2 separate regions of the Sus scrofa genome follow, and region 2 is linked to region 1. A link is a contact called in public HiChIP or PLAC-seq data. All regions are on one chromosome and are shown on one strand. The core of a region is the stretch at or near the end of the contact, and the rest is flanking DNA. Distances in the headings are between cores, read along the strand shown. Region 1 holds the start of CCAR2 (cell cycle and apoptosis regulator 2). Region 2 holds the start of LOC100624226 (tumor necrosis factor receptor superfamily member 10B-like).

The links. HiChIP or PLAC-seq counts read pairs in DNA pulled down with a chosen protein or histone mark.
Region 2: an H3K27ac HiChIP or PLAC-seq map of alveolar macrophages shows a contact between it and region 1. The contact joins the promoter of LOC100624226 here to the promoter of CCAR2 in region 1. A contact is called at or near these places in 1 of 47 Hi-C or Micro-C datasets (embryonic fibroblasts) and 1 of 2 datasets of contacts at active chromatin or transcription factors (alveolar macrophages).

Annotation. Positions count from the first base shown.
Region 1 is chr14:6,854,479-6,861,350 of Sscrofa11.1, reverse strand. It overlaps CCAR2 (cell cycle and apoptosis regulator 2), which reads right to left and starts at 1,299. Exons shown (of 22, transcript NM_001206340.1): 1 at 912-1,299; 2 at 522-617; 3 at 154-245. The coding sequence starts at 579.
Region 2 is chr14:7,290,377-7,297,079 of Sscrofa11.1, reverse strand. It overlaps LOC100624226 (tumor necrosis factor receptor superfamily member 10B-like), which reads left to right and starts at 5,082. Exons shown (of 9, transcript XM_005670430.3): 1 at 5,082-5,668. The coding sequence starts at 5,507. It overlaps LOC106505885 (a long non-coding RNA gene), which reads right to left and starts at 2,855. Exons shown (of 2, transcript XR_001300721.2): 1 at 2,583-2,855.

The sequences.
Region 1 (6,872 bases), core at 50-2,549:
CCAGTCAGAGGTGCCTAGTCACCTCCAGACTGCCCCAGGACAGGCGTGTCAGGAAGGATGAACACTGTGATGTCCGAATGAATGCACTGGGCAGCCATGCACTCTGGGGTAGCCCCAGGTGCTGAAACTCACTAGAGAGGATGCCCAACCTACCTGAAGATGCCTGGCATTTTGAGACAGGTCTGTGGCCACAGGAGGAGTGAGCAAACCAGGAGGAGGACCCAGAAGAGATGTTGAAGCTGCGCCTATTGTGACAGAGAAGCCATCTAGGAACAGTACCTACCATCCAAAGTACTAGAGGCAGCGAGAGGATACAGTAAACCCAGAGGGCAAAGTGGATCCAAGCAAGTTCCACCCAGGGTTTCGCTGACAACCACTCTGGTCATCTCCTATTTTCCTAAAAAATATCAGCAGCAAACTGCACTGCACCAGGGAAACCCCAAAAGCCTCATTTTAAAAGAAGACTAACTCCAAAGCCCATACTTCCCAGTATGAGGCCAGGTAGAGATAAAGGTGATCACCTGAGAAGTTGCGTCCCCCTGGAAGCGGGTTGATCCGCTGGCGCTTAAACTGGGACATTGGGAATGCTGTCCTCTTTCAGAGTCTTGGGAAAAAACCTTCAATCGGAAAAGAAATTAACAGCTCACAGAGAAAATTCCCATCTACCCCCCAAAAGGAACTAAGGGTCTTAAAGAAAGTGGCGAGATGAATACTGAGAATGAATGGAGAAGATGGATGGAGAGAATACAGAGGAGCAGGAAATGGAGAAATTACAATGTTCCAGTGTGCCCTCACAGTAACCTAGCGGTGGGTGATACTGTATTGCTCTTTCAAAAACAGGAAACTGAGGCTCGAGGGACTGAGACTTGCCCAAAGCCACATAACCAGGTAGGGACAAAACCAGGACTCACACCCAGGTCTCCGACAACTTAGCGCTCCTCTCACCATGCCACGCCACCCTCAGATGGTTGGGGAGAGTAGGGGGTTGGAAAGAGCCCCGGTGACATTCATTCATTCAAATACATCCGCCAAAAGCTCCACGCAAGGCCCGGAAAAATGGAGGAGGCTGGTGCCGGAGAGATGGTGTGGGCCCTCTCCCCGGAAGCCCGGCCCGTTGTTCCCGGACGGGTTGGTGGGAAGACAGCTCCGTGGCCCGGCCGGACGCGAATCCGGCTGCGCGCCCGCCCTCCTGCTCCCGCGCTCCCTGGCCCTCGGCTCCTGCCTCAGCAGCCTCCAGCTCCTGGTCTACCGGCCAGACAGCGACCGGCCACCGTGGGAGGACGAAGGCGCGCGGTTTCTCCTCCTCCCGCCCGCCCCCAGGGCCGAGGCCGTTGCCAGGGAGACGGGACTTGCAGTCCGAAGGGGGGCTCGGCCCCTTCTGCGCCCGGTGCATCTTCGCGGCCCGGCCCTCGCAGCCCCTCGGCCGGGGGAGAGGTGAAGGGGCAGAGGGGCGACGGAAGGCCCCCCAACCCACCTGCGGGCCAGGGCCGCGACACCGGGGGGACAAAGACACCCGGAACCACCACAGCCGCTGCTGCCGCCGCCACCGGAAGCGCCTCTCCGGAAGAGCGACCACTGGTCGGAAGCTGCCACTCTCCCGGATATGGTCCCTCCCTCCTCTCCACCGACCTCTCCCTGCCCCCACGCCGGTCTGCCATCCCGCTCCAACTGCGGAGCGGAAGTGCGCCTTCCCCCGTCGGATGCGCGTTAGGAAGGCGTGTCTCGGCGGTGTCCTCGCTTAAGTGTCCCATTAGAAAAGCAGGCTTCAGAGAATTGGTTCCTAGTCCAAAGACAGCTGGAGCTGGACAGCCCCCCTCCCCCAAAAAAACATAAGGGAACACCTACCACCCCCACATTGGCAAACCCCAAGATCGCAGCAGCAACAGAACTAGTTGACTTCCTCCTGACTGAAGGCGGAGGATCCCTAATCAGTGGCCATCTCTAGGAGAGGTTCCAGTGCCTTACCCAACCAATGGGTAAACCCCATCCCTAGCCCTACCCTTCCATTGACCAGGCACCCACACCCACACACACTTCCCATCCTCTGGGTACCTGCAGGAGACTATGCTTCCCCCCATCCTCAAATAACAAAGAGCTAGGAACCTAATCTAGTAAGATAAACATCCATGATAATTAGGTATACATTTATAAAGAGGTCTTGTGGTCATTTTCTTTAGTTCTTACATCAACCCTTGGGGAACAGGCAGGTCTGGAACTGGTGTCTTAATTCTCAGATTTGAAACCTGGGGAACTCCAATGAAATGACTTGCTCAAAGTCTTGCCATTTTAGTACCCATTAGCAATACCAGTTCCCCCTTATGCTCTTACCTTCCCATCATCCCTCCTGTTTAGCTTCCCTCCAACACCCTTTCCTAATCATTTAACATGCACGAAGCACTTTGAAACAGCTTGATCTCATATTATCCTCATAACAAGCCTGTGAGGTTGGTAGGGCAGGCATCATTATACCATTTGGGAGATTGAGAAGGTACAACTCAGAAAGGTTAGGGGTTTTGTCGAGGTCTAATGGCTAGTATTGGCCCCTGGTTTCAGCTGTGATATGGAAAGGCTAGTAAGGAGTAAAGCAGCTGAGAAGAGACCTTGAAGATTACTCTGCTGTTCTGCTTGCTGTCTTGACCCTCCCATCCCTGGCGCAGTCTTCAGGGCCAAGATTTGGCCAAGGGACTGCCCTGCTCTGTCCTGGTCTGGTGAAACAGAGCAGAACTCCATGGTCCTTTCCCACCATGTCTTCCACCTGCTTTTGTCTGTAGAAATACTTTGGCCAAAGGATAAGTTTAATCAGAGACATGAGAAAATACAGACAGAGGAAAATAAGGCCAAATAGCAATGGTTTACCCATTAAAGAAAGCCAAGGACTTTTAGTTCCTCCTCAAAGGCTATAGATAATATTCTGAGCCATATCCTTCCAGCTGTCTTTTAGATACTGAAACCCTCATTAGGTGGAAGAACTTAACTACATAACTACCAGGCCATAGCCATGACATAAGCTGCCACAATTCCAAGAACTAGCTCTTCAAAGAAATAGGAATAAACCGACCCTAGAATTGAAGATTAACTGTACTTAAGATGACGCTGGTCAGTCCACACTGCAGGACCAATTTCAGGATGACTGTCAGAGCTGACCATACTGTTTCTGCACCCAGCCCCCTCCCTCCACCTATACACCCCGGAAACTCCCCTTTAAAAGCTTTTGTCAGAAAGCTTAGGCAGTGGGTTAAGATCTCAACTGCAGCAGCTCAGTTCACTGCAGAGGTACAGGTTCAATCCCCTGGCCTGAGGCAGTGAGTTAAAGGATCTGGCACTGCCACAGCTGTGGCTTGGATTCAAGCCCTGCTCCGGGAACTTCCATAAGCCACAGGTGTAGGCATGAGGAGGGGGGAAAAAAAAATAGTCTTTCCCTGCTGGTTGTCAGTGGGGAGAGTCAACCTTCGGACATGAATCTGCCCTCCTCCCCAGTTGCTGGCCTCCAAAATAAAGCAAACTTTCCTTTCCACCAAGTTTGCATCTTTATTGACTTTAGAGCAGCTAACAACTGGACCCCACTTTCGGTGGGCCTGCCCACGCAGTATGAGAAGGCAGGACTCCAGCTCAGTAAGTGTCCGCTCAGGAATGAAGGTCAGTTCCATCCTTCTGCAGTCACTTCATCCTGGAAGACTGACTTTTTTTTTTTCCCCTCTTTTGTTCTTTTTTAGGGTCGCACCCACAGCAGATGGAGGTTCCAGGCTAGGGGTCAAATCAGAGCTGTAGCCACCGGCCTACGCCAGGGCCATAGCAACACCAGATCCAAGCCGTGTCTGCGACCTACACCACAGCTCCAGCTCACGGCAACACTGGATCCTGAACCCACTGAGTGAGGCCAGGGATTGAACCCGTAACCTCATGGTTCCTAGTCAGATTCGTTTCCCCTGCGCCATGATGGGAACTCCCGGAAGACCGACTCTTTGAGTGCATGATTCCAGAAAGATGGTTGGATCCAGTTGGATCCAGCCAGTTCACAACACTGACAGTCCCACAGATATATACATATATATCATTTTGCATAAATATACATCTGCGATATGCTGGGTGCCGATAGATCGCCGTGCCAAACACACTCCATGGGTGCCAGATAAATAAGTTCACATTGCCTAAGCCCAGGGATTTCTGGCAGTCAGGGAGGAGCCTGAGAGCTGCTGCACCTGAGGCCTCGCAGGGGCCCAGGGCTCCTCGGCTGCTCAGAGAAACTCAGCCCTCGCCTCAGAGAGGAAGGTGAGGTCAGCAGCTTTTCCCGGCAGTGTCCCGAAGCAGCAACAGGGCAAAGGGCGAGGAGGAGGACTTCACTGCACTCCGCTGACCCGGGGTCACGTCCCTGCCTGCACCAAGAGGTCTCAACACACTGAAAGGTTTTTGGCTCGTTGCTTCTTAACCACTAATGATGGCATAAAGGTCTTCCGGAGGGGGTGGCACGGAGGCCTGTCAGGGAGGTCACCTGATGCAATCCTGTGGGGAAAGAAAGGAGGCACTAGGCTAGGAGGCAGAAACAAAGGCAGCGATGCCCCAGAGTTGACCAAGCATCGTGAGAAACCTGGGGATAGTCATTGACATGGATAATTCCCCCTGGAGAATTATTCAGTAAAGACCCCCACCCCGATCCCCCAGCATCCACCTCGGAATCCTGTACGCCCTACCTTGCTCTCCTGGGAAAACCTGGGGAGGTGACCTAGGTTTCAGCCTTGAGGAATGAGGGCTTGCTGGGCTGACATGAGGATTTCCCATCTTCCGGTCCTGGCTCTGCCACTGACTCACCATGTGGCCTTGGGAAAACAACGTCCCTCCCCTGCTCAGTCCTCATCCTCCTATCTGCAGATGGGGCACTTTAACTGCTTTTTGGTTCTTCCAGCACCCTCTCCAAGTCTATGTCTCTCAGATTTTGCAGGGACAAAGGAAACTAGTGGCAGTGTAATCTCAGCAGCCTAGTTCATCAGGCTTCTCCCTCTGCCCTACTCTGGGCTGAGCCCCAGGACTCACCTGGGGGCAGGGCCATCAGGAGGGGCAGGGGGTTCAGCAGGTCGAAGGCTCCTCCACCGGATCCGGTTGAGCAGGACCTTGACCTTGTTCCAGTGGGAGAGATCCCGCTGAGCAGAGGGTGGGGGGGGGTGTCACCCAGAGCCCCTCCCCACAACATACCCCTGACCAAGCTCCCAGAGTTAGTTGTCATCACAGCCAGGACAAGTCACCTGCTCCAAACAGGAATCCTCTCATTTTCCAGCCTTCAGGGTATCCACGCATCCCCACCCATCCTGCCACCTGGCCCCACATATATCCCTCCCCTACCTTGTGTCCCTGGGAGGATGGAAAGGTATGAGCTGGCTCTGCCGGGGCCTCTGACAGCCTGGGAGGCCTGGCACTGGGCGCGCCTGCCTTGAGGGGTGAAGCTGTTTTTGCTCCTTCAGAAAGAGAAGCAGATTACTCAAGGCCAGAAACAGGAAGCAACCCGCCCAGCCCAGGGCTCAGGAGGTCTGCTGGTGGAGCCCTGGGCAGGCAGGACACAGAGGGAGACACAAAACCCCTCACCTGTCTCTGTTTGGCTGAGTTGCTCCCATGGCCCATGTACCTCACTGCCTGGGGTGTGAGAGGGTGGGAGTGAAGGGGCCAGGGCCGACTCCTTCTCCTCTTCAGGATCCTGTGCACAGCAGAGATGGGCCTCAGGGCCTGGCTAGGAGGCCAGAGCTGTTCTGAAGGGCATCCTGGTTCTGGGGGTTCCACCCCTCCTCCGCCTCCCCACTCACCTGCCCGCCTGCTTGCCTGAGCGCCCACAGCTCACTCACCCCCAGGGCCCTCTGAGTCTGCAGCTGCAGGCACAGCTGCTGCAGCCTTGCCATCTGCTCCAACACCAGGCACAGGTGTTCCAGGTAGCGAAGACCCTGCCCAGGAAGGCAGGCCCAGGCCTCAGGCCCCAAGCCCTCCACCTGTGGCACAGAGTGAAGAGGGGAGACTTCCGACCCCAACCAGCCTCCCACCCTCAGGGGCCAGCAGATGGGGGCAGGATATATAAGAGGAAGAACACACACCTAGCTGGCCTCCCAGTAGCCACTCAGGCAGGCCCCGGACCGGCCCAGCTCCATACAGCTGGGAGCCAGGTGAGGTGAAGTTCTCACACAACCCATCAATTAGTGGTGAGTTACACCCCACCCTGAGAGAGCTCCAAGGAGAGCAAGTTGGGGAGGGGGAGGACTCCATCCTCCATCCCATTCTTTTTTTTCTTTTTTGGCCGCCCCGAGGCCTATGGAGTTCCCAGGCCAGGGATCAGATCCAAGCCGTAGTCAAGACCTATGCCACAGCTGTGGCAACGCTGGATCCTTAACCCACTGTGCCAGGCCAGGGATCGAACCTGTGTCCCAGTGCTCCCAAGATGCCGCCGATCCCACTGCGCCACAGTGGAGACTCCCATCCCATCTTGAGAGTTGGCACTCACCACCTCTGGTTTTTCCAGGCCAGCCTCTAGGTCACTCTCTGCCTTGGTGGCCTCCTGTCCCCCTGCTCCACAAAGGGGCATTTCACTCTCAGGCTTGCTGGCGGCTTCAGGCAGCAGCAGTGTTGTGATGAGCTGGCAGGGGAAGTCGGGAGCTGGCAGGACCGCTCCAGCACCTGCTCCAGCTTCCGGCTGGCCAGAAGCCGGCTAAAGTGGGCAGGAGGCTCCGTGACACCAAGAGCCCGGGGCTTAGGGCTCCCCGTGGGCTCAAAGTTCAGAGAGTCTTGAGAAAGGCCCGGTGAGGTGGCCAGGGAGCTTTCTCCCACTGCCATCTCCACTCCTGAGTCCTGGGAGGTCGGTTTGAGAAGCAGCACCTGCTTCCTGAGACCTCTCAGCCTGC
Region 2 (6,703 bases), core at 3,833-6,332, 430 kb before region 1:
TCAACATGACTAATAATCAGGGAAATGCAAACCAAAACCACAAAGAGGTATCATCCCACACTTGTTAGAATGACTTTATCAAAACAGCCAGAGGTAACAAATGTTAATAAGGACATAGAGAAAAGGGAACTCTTGCATATTGTTGGGAAATGTAAGCTGTGCAACCACTATGGAAAACTGTATGGAGGTTCCTAGAAATACTGAAAATAGAACTACCATATGATCTAGCAGTCCCACTTCTAGGGACATATTCAAAAGAATTCAAATCAGGATCTTAAAAAGAAAGATATTTGGAGTTCCCCTCGTGGCACAGTGGTTAACAAATCCGACTAGGAACCAGGAGGTTGCGGGTTCAATCCCTGGCCTTGCTCAGTGGGTTAAGGATCTGGTGTTGCTGTGAGCTGTGGTGTGGGTCACACACGCGGCTCAGATCCTGCGTTGCTATGGCTCTGGCGTAGGCCGGCGGCTACAGCTCCGGTTCGACCCCTAGCCTGGGAACCTCCATATGCTGCGGGAGCAGCTCAAGAAAAGGCAAAAAGACAAAAAAAATAAAAAATAAAAAATAAAAAAATAAAGATATTTGCACTCCCATGTTCACTGTAGCATTATCCATAATAGCCAAGAAATGGAAGCCACCTAAATGTCCATTTATAATTGAATGAATACAGAAAATGTATTATAGAGAGTTCCTGGGTGGCTCAGCAGGTTAAGATCCAGCATTGTCACTGCTGTCACTCTTGCCATTCTTTCTCCACACCCTCTCCAGCATTTGTTATTTGTTGACTTGTTAGTAATGGCCATTCTGATTGATGTGAGGTGGTACCTCATCGTAGTTTTGATTTGCATTTCTCTAATAATTAGTGATCTCAATCCCTGGCTTGGGAACTTCTGCATGCAGCAGATGTACCACCACACCCAAAAAAGAAAGAAAACGTTGCATATACATAGAATGGAATATTGTTCAGGCTTAACAAGAAGGCAATCTTGCCATTTATGACAACACAAATGAATCTGGAGTATACTATGCTGAAGGAAATAAGCCAGACACAGAAGAACAAATACTGCATGTTACCATCATGTGAGGAATCTAAAATAATCTAAGTCATAGAAGGAGACAGTAGATGAGTGGTTTTGGGGGGGCTGGAGGGAGGGAGAAGTGGAGGAGGCGTGTGTCAAAGGATACAGAGTTTCAGCTATAGAAAATGAAAAAGTCCTAGAGCTCTACTGCACAGCATAGCGTCTACAGCTAACATTACTGTATTATATATTTAAAATTTTGATAAGAAGGTAAGATTTTATGTTTAGTGTTCTTACCACAAATAATATTAAATAACGGGGGAGACATTTTGGAGATGTTGGGTAGGTTTAAGCATACATTATGGTGGGGTATTACTTATTTCTAAACTCATCAGGTTGTACTCATTAATTATGCACAGCATTTTGTATGTCAAAAAAAAACAACCTAATAATCAATGAAGAGTTTTTTAAAAGTATCTTTCTTGGGAGTTCCCCTTGGGCACAGCTGGTTAAGGATCTGGCTTGTCACTGCAGCTGCTCAGGCCATTGCTGTAGCAGCGGTTAAGTCCCTGGCCTGGGAACTTCCGAATGACATGGGTGTGGCCCAAAACCCCCCCCAAAACCCAAAACCAAACAAACAAAAATGTATCTTTTTTACTCTCTACTTTTGAGGAAATAAAGTCAGATGGATCAATCACCTAAAACTGTAAAACAGGAAGCCACAAACTATTGCAAATAAATGTGAGAAATTTCTCTCACAAGTTTGTACAGGAAAAGAACTGTCTCTAAGAAACTCAAAATGAGATTAAAGTCAACTATATAAAGATTAAGACGAAAACTCTAACTGGCAAATATCACAACAAAGATAAAAAGCAAACTAGAAGAAAATACTTGAAATATAAATCACACTTAAAAGCACGATTTCCCTAATGTAAATTTCTTATGACACAGACACAATAATAATAATACAAATGCTTAAGAAAACCTGTAGAGAAGCTCACAGAAAATAAACTACAAATTACCTGTAACTCTTAAAAACATCCTCACTCACAATAAGAGAAATGTAAATTTAGAGATTTCTTGTTTTCATTCCCAGGCATTTGCTAAGTGGCCACACCTCATGAATAGGACTGTCTCCCCTTCCAGGAACTGAGTCCGCTCTCCCATCTCTCGGGCCATTCCTCTTCAGTCCCTTTGCTGACACATCTCCCTAGACTGACTTCTGCATGTCGCAGTCGTTTGGCATCGGTTGTGCCCTCTGTCCTCTTCAGTACTCCTCTTCCCTTTGGTGGGACCTAGGAGTCAGGGTCAAGTACCACCTACATGCTGATGTCCCCAGATACATATGGCTAATCCAGCTCACACACCATGTCCTCAGAGACTCAATTCTCACTAAGCAGTTCAGTCTGGTACCACGCTCATCTTCACTCCCCACATACAACCCTTCAAAAACTGCTAACCACTCACCCCAACAGTGTCCTGAATCTTTCTGATTTTGCGTACAGGTCTGCTCACCATTCTGTTCAAGCCCACCCATTTTGTCCCTGGATCACAGCAACACATACCTGAACCTCTCCTGCGTTTACAGTTTCATTATGTGTTTCTTTGAGGCTGGGCTCTTTCCTCTCCTTGTCCTGACACCTTGATGTACCCGTGTACTACCTGGGCTTGCCTTAATAGAAGGGCACAGGAAGTTTTCCTGTGATGCTCACGGTAGAAAGAAGAAACGCAGGAATTCCTGCTGTGGCTCAGAGGTAAGGAATCTGACTAGTATCCATGAAGACGCTGGTTCAATCCCTGACCTTGCGCAGTGGGTTAGAGATCCATTGTTGCTGTGAGCTGTGGTGTAGGTCGAAGATGCGGCTTAGATCCTCTGTTGCTGTGGCTGTGGTGGAGGCTGGCAGCTACAGCTCTGATTCACCCCTAGCCTGGGAACTTTCATATGCCACGTGTGTGGCCCTAAAAAAAAAAAAAAAAAAAAAAAAAAAAAAAAAGAAGGGGAAGGAGAAGTGGGGAGGGGAAGGGGAGGGAAAGGGGGGAGGGGGAAGGGGAAATGTAAAAGTCTTAAAGGGATTTTAAGCCCAGTGCTACTCTTGCCAGCTCTGGATGCCCTTGTGCAGAAGATCAATTCCTAACTCACCCAAGTCAGGGAGAAGAAACACATGCAAACCAAAAACCCCAGTCAACCACCCTGCTAGGCATGGTTCCTGCTGCTTTTCCTGGGGTTCACAGAACCACAGGAATGCAGACACTAAACCAGGTAGAACAACCAACAGTACACTTCACAGACATGCCCTGGAAGGCCCTCTATCTGCTTGTAGTCTTGCTCACTTTCAATCCAAGAGCGTGCCCTTATCCCACTGGTTCTCTGCCTAAAACAAACTAGTCCCTTTAGTTCTGCCTGAAACTTTTTGGAGATGTCCCTCACTCACAAAATAAAACCCATGCTCCTGCCAGGGCCCTGTGTGTTCTGCTCCCTCCCCTGGTGACTCTTCAGCATGTTGAAGTAAACATATGTTAAGACACAATGTAGAAAAGAAAGACTTACAAAGTAAAAAACAGGGAGGGGGAATAAGAAAGTAATTATACTAATAGAATTGTTTGGTCAGAAGATATGCAGTTTGCAAAAGGAAAATAAAACAGAAGGTAACATATGTTTGTGTCAAGTAAGTAGGAGAGATAATAGCTACTATATTTCCAAGAAAGAAGAAATCTTTTGAATGAGATGGAGTAAAGAATAAACCTTAAGGTAATTGCCATCAGGATGGTAGAGAAGATAAAAAAACTCCCTTTATGAGGTATGAAGTTCCAGTTGTAAAGTAAGTCAGTCCTGGAGATGTCATGTACAGTATGGTGACTATGATTAATAATACTGTATTGTGTATTTTGAAAGTTGCTAAGAGAATATGCTATGGAATGGCCGTCGAGACTCTCTATGGAAACGTGGGCATTGTAGAAAAGTCTAGCAGAAAAGTCTGCTAGAACTCTCAGCAGTCCTGTGTTGCATCATGCCAGGAGCTACTCCTCCTCTAACTCTAAAACAGGAAGCAAGTGTGAAAGATACAACTATGTCCATTTAAACAGGAAAACGGAGGATCAAAGAGGCCAAAAATTAGTCTTAGGGAGTAAAGAAGACAGGATGGATGAACACCACTTCACTTCCTGGATGCAACATGCTCACTACATGAAATTTCATTGAAAGGTTTATACTGGGTTTTTTTTAGTTTTATTGAAAACCCAAAGTATCTTGAGATCGGAGAAATAATGGTATTTCTAACATGTTTTCTGAATCCATTACTACAAAAGCGTATTTTCACCCATGCCATTCCTGAATCCTGAGTCACCTTTGCCGTTTTCCTTGACTGTATATGTTCAAGTTTTATTGTCTCCCATCACTTGTCTGTGGTTTCTCGAGTTTCCTCTTCTCTACTCCTGTGGGTGCACTTTGTCCTTTCCCTGCTGAATCATTTGTCAAGGGTCTGCCATTGGACAGTCATCCCTCTCCTCTACACGGTGAACCCAGGACACAAGACCCACTCATTTAGTGTTTTGGCGCCACCAGCTGGGGACCACAGCTGGACAACTACTGACCCTGCTCTGAACTAGGCACCTTCTTATAGATTCTTCCTTTCAATGGAGAAGGGCTTGGCAATAAGAGTTCTTTTATCTTTCTTTTTGTTTTGTATCAAATTTGAAATGTGCTGTAACAGACTTTCAATAGAGCTTCTTAACAAAATATTTGTACCTGTGCTGGGTTATCAAATGCTCACACCCCCCTGTAAAATAGAGTCTAGCACCAGCAAATCACAATGTGAAAGCTTGTTTTTCCTCCCACTGCCAATTGACAAATCCCTTTCACTGAAGCCACCTGTATCCCACTTCCTCCTTGGCTTGGGGAGGAAGGGAGGGAGGACATAGGCTTGGGAACAGCACATGGAGTTCTTGGCAACAGCCTACAGATGTCAGAAGTCAAATCCAGATGGAGAGTAGAGGAAGATGCAGGGAACTTGAGGAGTTGGGTGGAGGTTTGGTAATTACTTGGCCCTGACAAACTAGAGAAGGCAGTCCAGAGTGATCTGGACATATTTCTCTGCGCCTGGTGATCCAAAGTACAGCACTGCCCCGCCTGAGCGAGGGGGTGAGTTCTACGTCAGGCCTTTCTTCTTCTTCTTCCCCGCACCCACCCCCCCACCCCGGCGCTCGAGCAGGAGATGACTAAGTCATATGTTTCAACAAACAATGTACCTTATTTGCATGTTGGCTCCCATTCGTCGCTGCCCAACCAGGTGACTCAACGCGAGGGTACAAAAGTCAGCACCGTCTACCCACCAAAGCGTTGAGAGAACTAGCCGGAGAACTAGCCGGAGTGCGAGAGAGAAGAGACTGAGTACTGCCGTGCATTCCTCTAGTGGCAGGGGTGATCCAGCACCCAGAGAAAGACATTCCCAGAATTTCCAGAGCATTCTCGGTGGCTCTGCTGACTATCACTATGCGGTGGCCAGGACAGCGAGCACCCCTCAACCGCACTGGGCAGTGGGGACAGAGTGCACCCACCACCTCAGGTGCCCAGGCGGGGTGCGCCCCCAGCCGCCAGTCTTGGCTCCAGGACCCCCGGGCTCTCATCTTCGTCGTCTTTGGTGTCTTGTGGTTGGTGAGTCCCCATTGGGGGTCCTGGCTCGGGGAGGGGAAGGCGCGCCTGGTGGTTGGGAGGGAGTGGGAATAGGGTTAGGGACAAGGCGAGGTGCCCTCTTGGGTTGTGTTGGAGCTGGATCAGTAGCGGACAGAGTGGGGGGATGGAGCAGCATCATAGCCGGTGAGACCGACCGGGACCCAGATAGAGAAAAGCCCTCTGGCCTCGTGAGCTCTCTCAGGGGTAAATTCCAGGGATCAAGGCTGAGGTGGAAACTCCCTGGCAAGCTGCCCGGAGTGGCAGAGACTGGCTGTCTTTTCTTTCTTTACTGTTTTAACTTATGCCTAAATTCTAAAACACACTCATGGCAAATCAAAACAGCAGCCTGAGAAGAAGAATCACTCTGCTGCCTGCAACTCTTTTTGATCTAACCCCTGAGTTGGAGGCAGGTTCCCAGTTCCTTCTATTCACGTTGCCTTGCGGCTAGGAACCTTGCATCATCCAGCCTGGGAGGGGATCTGCTACTTCCTTTCCAGAAGCTGGTGAAGCAAACAGGAAAATACATGGTGATGCACATCCTGAAACCCCTCTCAATGGAAAGGCTCTGCCCCTGTACTTTCCAGGCTCCTTATATTAAAAAATAATAATAATAATAAATAAAGGTCAAATCAATATTACAGGTGTCATGAAGTTTTAAATGTTTTCATTGAACAAATTAATTCAAAATTCAGAGAATAATATTTATAATCAGAAAGGGATTACAGAATTTATTTTTTTTAATTAATCTAGGAGTTCCTTTATGGCTCAGTGGTAATGAACCCGATTAGTATCCAGGAAGATGAGTATCCAGGACTAATCTGAGCTCAGCCCTCACTCAGGTCCTTGCCCTGTGTGTGTGTGATGTGGCCCCATTTTGGTCTATGCCATCCACCCTAGGTTTTTCTCTCCTTCCAAGTGGGAACTGAGAGGTCCAGAGGTTCAGAAGCTCATTCAGGCCCTATGAGTCCTGGGACTGCAGCTGAAGAGGGCAGGCCTGCTCTGTTTCTTCCGGCTCTG